Linked DNA regions of Mus musculus: region 1 is linked to region 2. The links are chromatin contacts, called in public HiChIP or PLAC-seq maps. All regions are on one chromosome and are shown on one strand. The core of a region is the stretch at or near the end of the contact, and the rest is flanking DNA. Distances in the headings are between cores, read along the strand shown. Region 1 overlaps Asap1 (ArfGAP with SH3 domain, ankyrin repeat and PH domain1). Region 2 overlaps Cyrib (CYFIP related Rac1 interactor B).

Region 1 (6,199 bases), core at 333-2,832, 250 kb after region 2:
TTAAAGGTGTTTGCTCTTGAATTACTAAATATTTTCAATCTCATATTAAAAGTAACCCAACTCTGCATTATTGGTTAAAATGAGATTTCTGATCACAGGCAGACACCAGGGATGAAGCAGATTATCTAACAAATAAGATACAAGTCAAATAGACTAAAATCCACACCAGATCTCATGGTGGTAGCTTAAGAACAGTGTCACAAGTGCAGAGTCTTTTGTTAAGTAGCACAATGTCAATTTTGCTGAATTTAGCAACAAAGGGATCCTAAACCACAGATACTCCAGAAGTCGTCTTCCGAGCAAAGCTTCAGCTTTTAAATAGATTTTGACAGATACAAGATGAAACTCTCATGTCCAAATACCTATCCACTAGTAAGCAGCGGGTGTGCGAGACGACAGCGAGGCATCCACATGGAAACAGAGGCAGTAGGGTGATGCCAGTAACAAGAAACGAGTGTGGAAACTACATTATTTGAATCTGAGGTAAAACCACTATGATTCTGTTTTACCAAGATCCCAGCTTTACCATATAACCAGCCACAGTGACACGGCAGAGTTGCGGTAGCTGTTCTGTGTCAGCTCTCCCATGTATACAAAGTGAAATCTCATTACTTAGCACACTGGGAGAGGTCCTGAGGACAACTAAAGGACAGGGCCATATAAGCTTAGCCCTACAAATTATGGAGTAACTTGTTACAGGTTCAGGTGAGACACGGTGGAACAGAAAACGATCGGGAAGCAGTAGCTTCTGCGTATTAATTAAGGGATTGTTTTAATTAAACAAGGCCGATTAGCCACATTACTTATCTAATATCATTCATCCACCCACCAACCTCTCCTTGACCCCAGGACTCATCGAGTAGATAGGGCGGATGGGGGAAGTGTGTAAACTTCACGGTGATGGATGTGTCATCAAGTGAATTAACCACAAAGGCAATTAAGTCATAAAAGCAGCGGTAGAGATATTAACTAGACAGAAGGCTCAGTCAGAGGATCAGCTCTGAAAAGATTTTATTAGCCAAACCACAAAATCCTGCTAAAAACACATCCACAATCTCATGAAAAAAAAAAAAAAAAAGGTCACACGACTTATAAATTCTATCATAAAATCTGATTTTCTTTAATTTAAAAGAAAACAAAAGTCTGAAAGCTTCCTTTAGGAGGGCCACTGGACACTTGTCAAAGGACACAGTCTATTATTTTCTGCCCCCGAAAAACTGGCATTAAGTTTTCTTAGTAACACTATACCCCCCTACCCCCACCCTGCTTCCTATACACTTGAGCTTTACACAAATCAGTGTGTCACATGGTGCCAGCATTTGTAGATTATAGTTTACTTGAGAATATATCATAAAGGTTTGGGTTGAGAGACCAACTTGGGCCAGGGATAGCATCGCTTTGATATTAAGAGATGATATTGATTTCCCATTAAGTTTTTGCTTAGGCTTAGTACAGGCTGCTGCCGGGAAGACAGCATTCTCGGGGGGTGGGTGGGGGTGGGGGATGCCCAGGGTAGACTGTCAGAAGTGTCTGCCTGCAGGAGGAAGGAACTTCAGACCTGGGAAAGGAAGCAAGGCCTCTTTTCTTACACACTACACAGCAGAGTGCCAGCTGGGTCTGAGGGAGGCGGTCTGGATGACGGGGTGGGTGAGTGAGGTGGTCTGGAAGATGGGTGGGGGATGGAGTCAGAAGTTGCTGCTGAGGCTGACATTCCCATGTTTTACCCTATGTTCAAATTTCCACAGTGGCTGTTTTAAAACAAATTTTAAGTTAGTTTTCCTCCTATACTTTACTTAGATATACAATAACGGGTTTATTGTGGTATTTACAAGTGCGTGCACTTGTGCATATGTGTATATGTGTGTGCATATGTCTCTTTAATTGTTCTGATTCATCCCCCTCTCTGACAGCTTTCCACTCTGCCCCACCCAACTCCAGCTGTTTCCTTTGCTTCCCTCAGGCCTCCCTTCTGATTTCATGTCGCATGTATGCCATTACACTCTCTTTCCCCTTCCCTTATGATCTTTCTCCCTTCTCATGGTTCTCTTTTATGCTTTATGATCCATAAATACACACACACACACAATTTAAAGTCTATATTCAATAATCACTTTATATAACTAGATAAATATACCTACACATATTGACATTTTAGAATATCCAGCATAGAAGGCCATGCATGCTGTAATCTCAGCAGCTGGGAGGCTGAAGCAGGAGGATTGTGAGTTCTAGGTAAGCCTGGACAATATCAAGTATAGTGTATTTATTTAATGTCGTCAGCACTTGGAAGACTGAGGCAGGTAATCACCATGAGTTTCAAGGCCAGCCTGGTATATAAAGTTAGTTCCAGGCCAGGGACACATAGTGAAACCCTGTCTCAGAAGGGGGCTGTTGTGATGGCTCAGCAGGCAGTCACTTGCCAACAAGCCTGAAGATTTGGCTCAACCCTGTGATCCACATGGTAGAAAAAAAGAGCTCACTTTAACAAGTTACCATGAGTGGTTGCATCTACTCTCACATACATACATACACACACACACATACAGGAACCAAATGTAATAAGAATGTTTAAATGAGAGAAAAGCAGGGACAGAGTGATGCAGAGATAGGAGAGAGGGACATGAGAGTAAATCTCCCCTTCCCCAAAGAAAATCTATATTGACATTGTATACGCTTCTGATTAATTTTTTAATGCATATGAAGTTCCCATTTGTTAAGCCATTATTTATAAAAGACAAAATAAGTGGCGGAAGATACCTAGAGGCCTGCCTGCCCCGTGGCTCCCGCTTCGAGTAGGCCCACAATACTTACAATGTGCAAGTATGTGGTGGAGAGAGGGGAGAGAGAGAAAAGCTAAGTGGTTTGAGCCCTGTGGAGAGAAGGGGAACTGGAGACGCAAGGGTGGAGAGGAGCAGCCTGATGGGAGTGGCCTGCCCTACCACTGCGGCTGGTCCAGATCCAGGGCTTTGAGTTCGCTCACATCAACATCTACCCTATCTATGAACCACCAGAACACGTGAAGGGGCCAGTCCTGCAGGACCAAAGCTGCAGGATCTCCATGGCACAGGACAACAATAGGATATCCAAGGGAAGTCCTGGTGAGGATCCAGAACTGATAGTGTAGCAGAAGCCAGAGGCCTCCAACCAGACCACTGACTCAGTGCAATGAACACTTACAAGTATCTGCTATGTGTGAACAAAGGGTATATTGTGGGACCTCCTGACATACTGCAGTTTCCACAAGGAGATATCTTTTGCTTGTTTGCTTTTTATTTTATTTTTTTATATTTTATTTTAGAGAGGAGGTCAGAAGGGTAGAGGGCAGACACGAAGGGACAGGGAGACAAAGAATAGGATTGGGGTGCATGGTGTGAAATCATTACAGGTTTCTCATTATTTGAGAAAGCAATCCTCTTATGTGAAGGGAACATAAGACAAACTCAATGATTAAAATCTGTTTTAGTGTAAGTCAAAACACCTCCAGCTAACAGCAAACCATTGAAGCAATGGCAATCTAAATTCAAGCCACAAGGATACAGACTATACTTCCTCCAAAGAGGAGGTCCGAGTCAGTATTGAACTTCACTGGGGTGGGTGGGGGCACACATTCGCTTTTCTCACTAAATTCTAAATGGACACTGCTACCCAGTGCAAAGAAGCCAAGAGGTGTGCCTAAAGGGGGTGGCTGTTACTGCTGCAGGGGCCCTCCTGCCTGATACCAAAAGCACCTTTAAAAAGAGCAAGAACATGACTCGAACCCATACTATATTCCACTCAATACACCTAAGCAGAACACAGCAATACTCAAGGAAAGTTGTGGGTTGACATTTTGGTTTAAAAAGGAACACTGCAACCCACACCTACGCCTCAGGGACGACGCCTCTCTTCCTTTGACAGCCAATGTCCTCTTTGTTAGAGATGTTTCTAGCACTAAAACACGCAGGTTACCCTAAACACCATGTTAAAGTGTTTTGACCTAAGTGTCCTGAAGACAAGTCCAAGAGGTCTCCTGCAGATAAGCATTAGGGAGCTGAAGGGTAAATAAGTAGGGTCTTGAAAGAGGCTACATCTTACACCTGTCACTTTTAAAAGACAGTTCTTACGTTCATGAATCTAAGAGACTACCACACAAAACACCTGGCACTTGTAAAGGCCATCAAAATCAGATCGGCGGTGGCAATTTGCTCCTACCTCAGTTTAGTTCCTTCAAAAAACAAGCTACACCTGAGATGAAGCTGACATCTACAGGCCAGGAGCATCTGAGCCTCTGCCGCTTGTCTAGGGAGGGAGTTTTCCCGCAACCATAAAGCTTGCTATTCTAACTATCCTTCTGGACAAATGTTATCAGATCATGTAGGGCAGCATAAACCTAATCAGAGTTAGAATGAAATTAAGTGGTGTGGATTTCTTAATTTCCAGTACTTGTGTGGACACCAAGTCACACAAGTGACTATTGTTAGCTTTCCTCCATGTTGTGAAATGACATCTACCAAGGAAGAAAGATCTATTTTTACATGATCAATGCCAGAAAATGCTTCCTCTTTGGCCAGGAGTCTCTTCCCTACGGTGCTCTACTTGAGGGACAAGGGACATTCGTGCCTTTTCTGCTGTTCTCCTGAACCCACAGCAGGACTCTAGTGCCCAACCCTCCCTCCCTTGGGGAGTATGCTACTCTCCTTTAGTTCTCTTCCTCAGCACAAGTGGGTTTCAGTCTCCGAGCTCAGGACTAGGCCTGTCACCTGCAGAACAAGCTCAATGTGTAAAGTGGATAGTCGGCATGGCCTCTATTTGTCCTCTTTTTGATGTATTTCACAATTTAGCCCACAACCCAAGCAGAGATTGGTTTCCTCCAAGCACCAACAAATGCACCATCCCTTCCTCATGGCGCATTTTTAGTGAAAAAAAAAATCACAATAAAAACAAACATTCTAGCTCAGGGCCATTTTCACAGTTTCAATTTTTACCTCTGAAGTAATGAGTTATGATGAAGCCTGAGGCCAAAGCAGCAGCATTAATGAGGAGGCAGATGATCTATAAGGTTCGCCCTGCCAGTCTACCTTATACATTACTTCCTTCAATATGCAGTCCCTCCATAGTCCATGTTCCAGACTTTCAGAAATTAGACAACATATGAGAAGCCAGAGCAGCCACGGCATCAAGGCCTGAATCTAAACCCACAGCTCGGCCAACCCTTAGCGCTGCATGTGAAGAATACACAGTGAAGTGGATGAAGGCAGAGAGCAGACACCAAAGCAGGGACAGCTGGCTCTTGCTCTACGTCTCCTCTGACTTCAGTTGAGGTGAGGACAGAGAATCCCAGGTCTATGTACTTGCAGCCACCCTGACCTGAGGGACAGTCATGCAGACTTCTCTTCCTTGTCTTTAGGGAAACTTGCCAAATGGCTTACCTTTCAAATATAGGTCAAGTTCAGATGGCTTTAGAAGGCCAATCTATAGACCTTTCGGATTCTGAAGAAGAGCAAGACCTTCATGTCTCTGTAGAAAATTAAGTAGTCTTTTTCTTGACAGGAGACACCAGGTGTCTCAGGGTTTCCACTGCTGTGAGGAGACACCATGACCAAGACAACTCTTATAAGGACAACATTTAATTGGAGCTAGCTTACAGGTTCTGAGGTTCAGTCCATCATCATCAAGGTGGGAGTGTGGCAGCATTTAGGCAGACATGGGCCTGGAGGAGCTGAGAATTCCATCTCTTGTTCTAAAGGCAGCTAGGAGAACACAAGCTTCCTGGCAGCTAGGATGAGGGTTTTAAAGACCACACTCACAGGGACACACTTTCTCCAACAAGGCCACATCTCCTAATAGTGCCACTTCCTGGGCCAAGCATATATAAACCAGGCCTATCCATTGCGACCTTTGTGGAGCTCTTCACATGTGATCACGTGGAAGTCACATCCTCTCAGGGTCAAAATGACTACAATACATGTTGTTAGAAGTCCTTCCTGAAATAATACTCTATCAGAACATGAAAGCAAGGCCCTGTCCTAGCCTAAGAGGAATTAGAAAATAACTCAGATTCTTCATAAAAATAAGAGTTAGTACCCAGCCTTTGGTTTAGATTGAACATACATGTTCACTCCTTCATTCCTGAATATGCTTCAGTATTAAGAAGGGCAGTGTCTAGTAGCTGAAACCTAAGATCATCTAAGTTATCTGTGAAAAACATCAGCCAAAAATC
Region 2 (6,188 bases), core at 132-2,631:
ATTTTAAAATGCATTTTACAGAAATCTCATGCTTACACACACACACACACACACACACACACACACACACACAAAAGAAGAGTGACAGGCCCACTGCCTCCCAATCCTGCTGCTGTCCACAGAACGACTGCCGCCCATTTCATACTCGGCCTTCCAGCACCATCATGAGAGTTTTCTACTTCTGCTCGACTTTAGATGAAGAAAGTCAAGAACAAAGAGTTTGTCTATCTGCAGGAAGGCCCGCCTTCCTCACTTTCTCCTTTTCTTTTTTTTTTCTTTTTTTTTTTTTTTTTGAGACAGGGTTTCTCTGTGTATCTCTGGCTGTCCTGGAACTCACTTTGTAGACCAGGCTGGCCTCGAACTCAGAGATCTGCCTGCCTCTGCCTCCCAAGCGCTGGGATTAAAGGTGTGCGCCATCACCGCCCGGCACTTTCTCCTGTTCTTTCAGCCAGAATTAGCCAAATCCCTCACTGTCCAGGCTCCGTTTCTGACCTAACCTTCACCCTAATAATTGCTCTAGTGATGATTGGGCAAAATTACAGGAACAAATGGGAGTATCAATATTCAAACTGTCTTCGGCCTTTGCGAGAAGAAGAGCAGTTACATACAGTTAAAGCCCAACAGAGCTTGAATGTCTGCAACGGTGTTTCCTTCCTCAGAAGAGGAACGATCCACGCTGCAGGTGTGTGGTACTAGCTCATGGGCTGGGGTCTCATATTGAATAAAAAGGACACGCTACAAATTGAACAGCATCGTTCACCTCTGCTCCCTGACTGCAGATGTACTATGTGTAGCTATCTCAGGCTCCAGCTGCCATCAGATCCTCGCCACAATGGATTGTGACTTCAGCCTGTGATCCAGAACAAACCCTCCCTTCTCGGCCAGGTATTTTGTCAAAGGCGAAAAGTAACTGAAACTGATGGTTTCTGACATTCCTATGTTCATGTTCAGACTTGGAAGGTTGTCGACACAGGCTCCGAGTCGGTCAGGGCTCGGCCAGGCCTGAATGTTTTGCTCGCCTGAAAAGAGAGGGACGTGCAGACACTTGCTGCCAGAGACGCAGCACAGTACCTGGCAAATGGAAGAACTCAGTCAATAACGGCCTTTCCTTTTGGTTTCAGTATTTGTGAACGGATTATTTTCACTCGGGTGGTGCTGGTATAAAGTGCTCATTGCAGTATTATTTACAGAAATAAAAATGATCTTCCGAGGGAAGTGGCACAATAGGGTTCTAAGAGAAACTTTAGAACGAATGGAAACTATCCTAACTACCAGGTCTTGAGCAAAGGCATTTCTTTTCCTTGAATCTGCTTGCTCATCTCTGAGTAAAGAGTTTGTCCTCCATGAGTCACGCATTCTCTGTACATATATTCATAGTCCGGACACTCCAAATACACTCCAGGGTGCTGACAGCAAAGATCTGATGTGGTTAGTAAGTGCACTGTAACATCAGAAGATGCTTGATGACTTGTCTCCAGACATACCTTTTCTTCCCATGTCCATACCTCCTGAGAAAGCACACAGAATGTCTTCTGTCTCTCTCCAAGAACTAGACCTAGATCGATAACACCTGCTTTGTGCTGGTTTGTCCCCTAAAACAATGCCTGACACACAGCAGGAGTTCATTTACTGATTTAAAATGTCTGAGTATTGGGGCTGAAGAGACAGCTCAGTGGTTAAGGGCAACCCACTGCTCTTGTAGAGGACCCTGGTGAAGTTCACCCACATAGAAGATTTCAACTGTCCATATCTTCAGTGCCGCCTCCTTCTGACCTCTACAGCACATATGTAGTACATGTACATATATGCAGGCAAAACATTCACATGTGTAAAATATCTTTTTTTTAAATCTTTCAACTTTTAAAAAAGCTTTATGGTTATTGGAAGGTGGGAAAATAGCTTCCTTTCTAAAGTGCTTGCCTAGCATTTAGGTAGGAAGCCTTGGTTTCAATCCTGAATACCACATAAACTGGGCAGGGTGATGCACACTAGTCTAATCCTAGCAGTTAGGAGGTAGAGACAGGAGTATCCGAAGTTCAGGGTCATCCCAGCTATTATAAACTGAGTTCAAGGCCAACCTCAATTTCTGAGACCTTAACTCAAAACAAAAACAAAACGTATGGCTAGTAAGTGAAAAGAATAAAGTGCAAAATCGCTTATATCATAGGGTGTAATCTGTATATACAGTATCTATCCTGATCTGTGGGGAAATTGTGGTAGGAACCACCAGAGAAGTTAAAATTCTGTGATAACAGGGTGGGAGTAGGGATGAACCCTTTAATGTCTTGAAAGGCCCATTGTTCAAAGGATGGTAACTGGGATGGGAAGGCTGTAGGCAGGCAAACACAGACAGGGCCAAGGGATACGGAAAGATCTGGAAGGAAGCACACAGCATTGAAGAGAGCCAGCAGCACAGAGAAGACTCGGGGCTGGTAATCTATTAATGGAAACAGGACCACAGGGGAGGAAAGAAAAGTAGGTAATATGACACCACTGAAGAAAAGCCAATTTACCTGAAAGTTTTAATTACAAGTTAATATCTATTAAACCACTCCCAGGTGCACACCATTTCCCCCCATTAATTGCCTCGGTCAATTGAAGCTTCAGTGACTCTATGCACAAACATGCACTTGGGGCTGTCACATGCTACTATTCCGAGTCCCTATGTGCTTTGTGACCTATGGCTGCAGTTGCGATTGATTAGAGTCCCACAGTCAGAAGCTCACGGATGAGCTGCAGATATTTCTTTAAACATGTACCCACCACATTCCAGCCCGTGCCACACACTGCTAGGGGGCCACCCAGAGCTGCACGGAGACCCCTTTCCTTCCAGGGATGAAAGATACACTATCTTACTCCGGTACAGGGCCTTGCAAGTGACAAATGATAAAGATGAAAAACACCCTGTAAACTTCAAAAGTGGGGATTGTTGCCTCAGCTTCAAGAAGTCAGGGGAGGAAGGAGATGTCCCAAGAAGGCTGTGTCCTTAAGTCACAGCCATGCTGTTTGTCAACTGAATCTTGATGCTCCCTCTGGTGGCCCCTGGCACTTGGGACCACATGCTGCCTTTAGCACCTCCAGCCCCCAGCTGCCTGCCTGGGTTCTTTGCCATGTCCAGCAATTTACCACATTGAGCAAACCAAGTCAGATCCTTTCCTGAGCGTGTTCTCAAAAGCCTAGGTGCTTGTTGATAGCCTCCAGCTACTGTGATGGTATGACAGTTTCTCCAACCCTAGGAGCTTCCTCTAGGCAAAAGCCATTCCATCTTGCTAGCCCAGTACTCCCGAGTCAGCACTGACTCTGGTAGAGTCCCTGATACAAAGTATGTACCTGGCACACAGCTGCAGCCAGCTAGTCAGGAGCACTGTGGCCATCAGTGCTGACTTACCCCAGTCTGGGGACTAATGTCACTCCAGCCCTACAACCAAGAGCTCATTGAGGCGCCATGGAGGAATGAATTGAATAGCACTCACAAGAAGCCTAAATGATTAAGTCATTAGCTATAGACACTGACATGTGAAATTCATAACTTTAAACAACATAATAGGATAACTCATACATGAGCTAAAAGTGTGAATGAACTCAGCTTCTCACAGTTACTATTTCAAGTTAAAGATACTGCATGGGGGGGGGGGGGTGATATCAATATGGTCCATGTCACAAAGAAGCTCAACTGGTTTAACCAGGAACCTCTCTAAAACCCTGGTACAGGTTTCATGTAAACAGCACAGACTCCAAGAGACTCAGCATCCATTTCTCAGCTCCAAAGGAGGAGGAAAATACCTTTAACCTAAGCCCTAGGCTTAACATTTTCATGTAACAGGTTTTGTGTGTGCCCATGTCTCAGTCTCCTTTCCTGTTGCTGTGATAAAATGCGCTGACAAAACGAACTTAGGGGTAAAAGGGTTTATTTCAGCTCACAGTTCCAGGTTACCCTCCATCAAGCAGGGAAGTCAAAGCTGCAGGAACTTGAGAGGAATGGTCCCATTACATCCACAGGAAAGAGCAGAGCAAGAAGTCAATGCATGCATGCCTGTGCTAAGCTTGCCTTTTCCACTCTAACAACATTCAGGATCTTCTGCTTAGGGAGTGGAGAACCCTGCCTAGGGAATGCTGCCACTCACAGTGGACGGGTTTCCCCTCCTTAGTTAATCAAGTCAAGGTCATCATCTATATACATGCCCACAAGCCAACTTGACCTCACCGATCTAGACAACGCTTCACTGAGGCTCTTTTCCCAGGTGATTTTAGAACAAATCAAACAGACAAAACTAACCACAGCAGCCTACTGGGTTTCCACTGAACTCCCTAATTTTTGAAGGCAAGAACTTTGAAAGTCACCTTTAATATTTTACATTTTGAAAAACTGAGGGCCCAAGGTGTCAAGAAACTTGTCTACTGATTACAAGGAGCACAATCCATACCACGAACCCCATCAGACCTGGGATCTAGGCCAGGTAGTTCACAGGTGCTCATGTCTACACTGCCAGAGAACAACTGAGTTCAAGGTCAAAGCTCAGTTTGACTCCCTGAGGCATGAACAAGAGTCCTGTTTTGGGGTGTGTGTGTGTGTGTGTGTGTTTTATAATTACTAATAAGCAATGTGCAACCCTTGGTTTGGTATCTGGTATGATTTTTCAGGACAAATGGGGGGGGGTGTCCATGAAATCATCTTTACCTTGCCCTTCATCACACAAATGTTTTCCAACACTGAAATAAGAAAAAAAAAGTTAAGAGAGATGTTTGTTGCTTGATGAAAAACACAAGGAGAAACGCCCACTTGCTGGACTTTTCCAGTCTCCACGGTGGTGGGGAATGCTGCCGTTCCTGATGTCGTTCTGAGCTAGCTGCAGAGCTCCTGTCAATACTATTTCCTGGCTTTTGCCCAGTTCTCCTGCTCTCCCAGGACCACCTACCCTAGCACTCTCCCACGCTCCCCTCCGCAGACCGTCACCACTGGACAAGCACGGCTCCTTTTCTCACTTGATGGAAACCCACAGACCAACTTATGCCCCTCCATCCTTCTGGGAGGCATCAGACACACTAGCGACGGTATGAGGTTTACAGAGCACCAAGACATGCCCCGAGAAAAGTGCTGCAAAAACACAAGCGAGGGCTTTATTAATTGATTTAATCTGGCTTCTTGAGACATACACAGTGGTTTTCATGGACGAATCAACCAGACTAAGATTAATAGCCTGGTTTACTGTGTTCTTTTCCCCTCCCAAGCCACAAGTCAAAATAAACTCACCCTCAATGCACAACTTTTCAAAAATATGGTCTTGAATATTGACTTCTCAATCCACTGTGGTTATTAAAAGGATGGCTATATCCACCAGGATGTGGACAGGTTATGCTGTGGTAACAACAACAGAAACCTCAATCTCAGACTCGGGATGACCACAGTGGTCTCTCAGGGGCGAATGAGACAAGCACGGCAGCCGCCTCTGTGGCCTCTACCTGCCAATCAGTCAACTCCTCAGACATCAGTCAGAAGCTATGGCCCCTCCTTTCTTCTCCAGCCTCCCACAGAGAACAGAGGAAGGACTAGTGGGCACATCTGTAAAAATTCGGCAGATGGCCTGGCCTAGAGATGTCAGCCATTACATGGCCATTACCGTCGTTACTGTGACAATCCCCATTCCATAGAGAATAATCCCCAGACCATAGTCATGGAATAGTCATTACACAGCACTGTTGCAGAACCTGTCTGCAACTGGAATCAGCCGAAGAGCTTACTGACTTTGGCTACAGAAATGGCTCAGTCAGTAAAGTGCTTCTCATACAAGCATGAGTACCAGAGTTCGATTCTCAGTACCAACGTTAAAAAGAAATCTGGTGTGGTATGTGTGCTTGTAATCTCAGCAACAAAGAGAAAGACAGATCTCTATGGCTCAACCTGCCAGCCTAGCTTAATTGGCAAGTTCTAAGCCAGGTAAGAGACCCTGCCTTAAAAATCAAGGAGGACAACATCTGAAGAGGGATTACACCCCAAAGCTGATCTCCACAGGTACACACACACACACATACACACACAGAGAGAGAGAGAGAGAGAGAGAGAGAGAGAGAGAGAGAGAGAGAGAGAGAGAGGGAGGGAGAGAGAGAGAGAGAGCATGCTTATTCCCCAAAGTGCCAAAGTGTATAAATTAAACCTGCTAGTATGTTGTCTTCATTTTTTACTTTAAAAA

Evidence for each region. HiChIP or PLAC-seq counts read pairs in DNA pulled down with a chosen protein or histone mark.
Region 1: a contact with region 2 is called in a FOXA1 HiChIP or PLAC-seq map of pancreatic cancer cells. The contact joins two enhancer-like sites. A contact is called at or near these places in 1 of 115 datasets of contacts at active chromatin or transcription factors (pancreatic cancer cells) and 2 of 9 other capture datasets (adipose tissue and liver).

Annotation. Positions count from the first base shown.
Region 1 is chr15:64,257,284-64,263,482 of GRCm38.p6, forward strand. The region is part of intron 3 of Asap1 (ArfGAP with SH3 domain, ankyrin repeat and PH domain1); the gene reads right to left. Among named protein-coding and RNA genes, the nearest start is that of 1700010G06Rik, 54 kb to the right of the region's middle. Within about 2 kb of position 1,583, at least 40 of the 459 cell types and tissues checked have an H3K27ac peak or open chromatin away from gene starts, as enhancers often do. A contact at or near this core is called in pancreatic cancer cells, where this site is marked.
Region 2 is chr15:64,004,835-64,011,022 of GRCm38.p6, forward strand. All of the region lies in intron 2 of Cyrib (CYFIP related Rac1 interactor B), which reads right to left. Among named protein-coding and RNA genes, the nearest start is that of Gm25628, 18 kb to the right of the region's middle. Within about 2 kb of position 1,382, at least 45 of the 459 cell types and tissues checked have an H3K27ac peak or open chromatin away from gene starts, as enhancers often do. A contact at or near this core is called in pancreatic cancer cells, where this site is marked.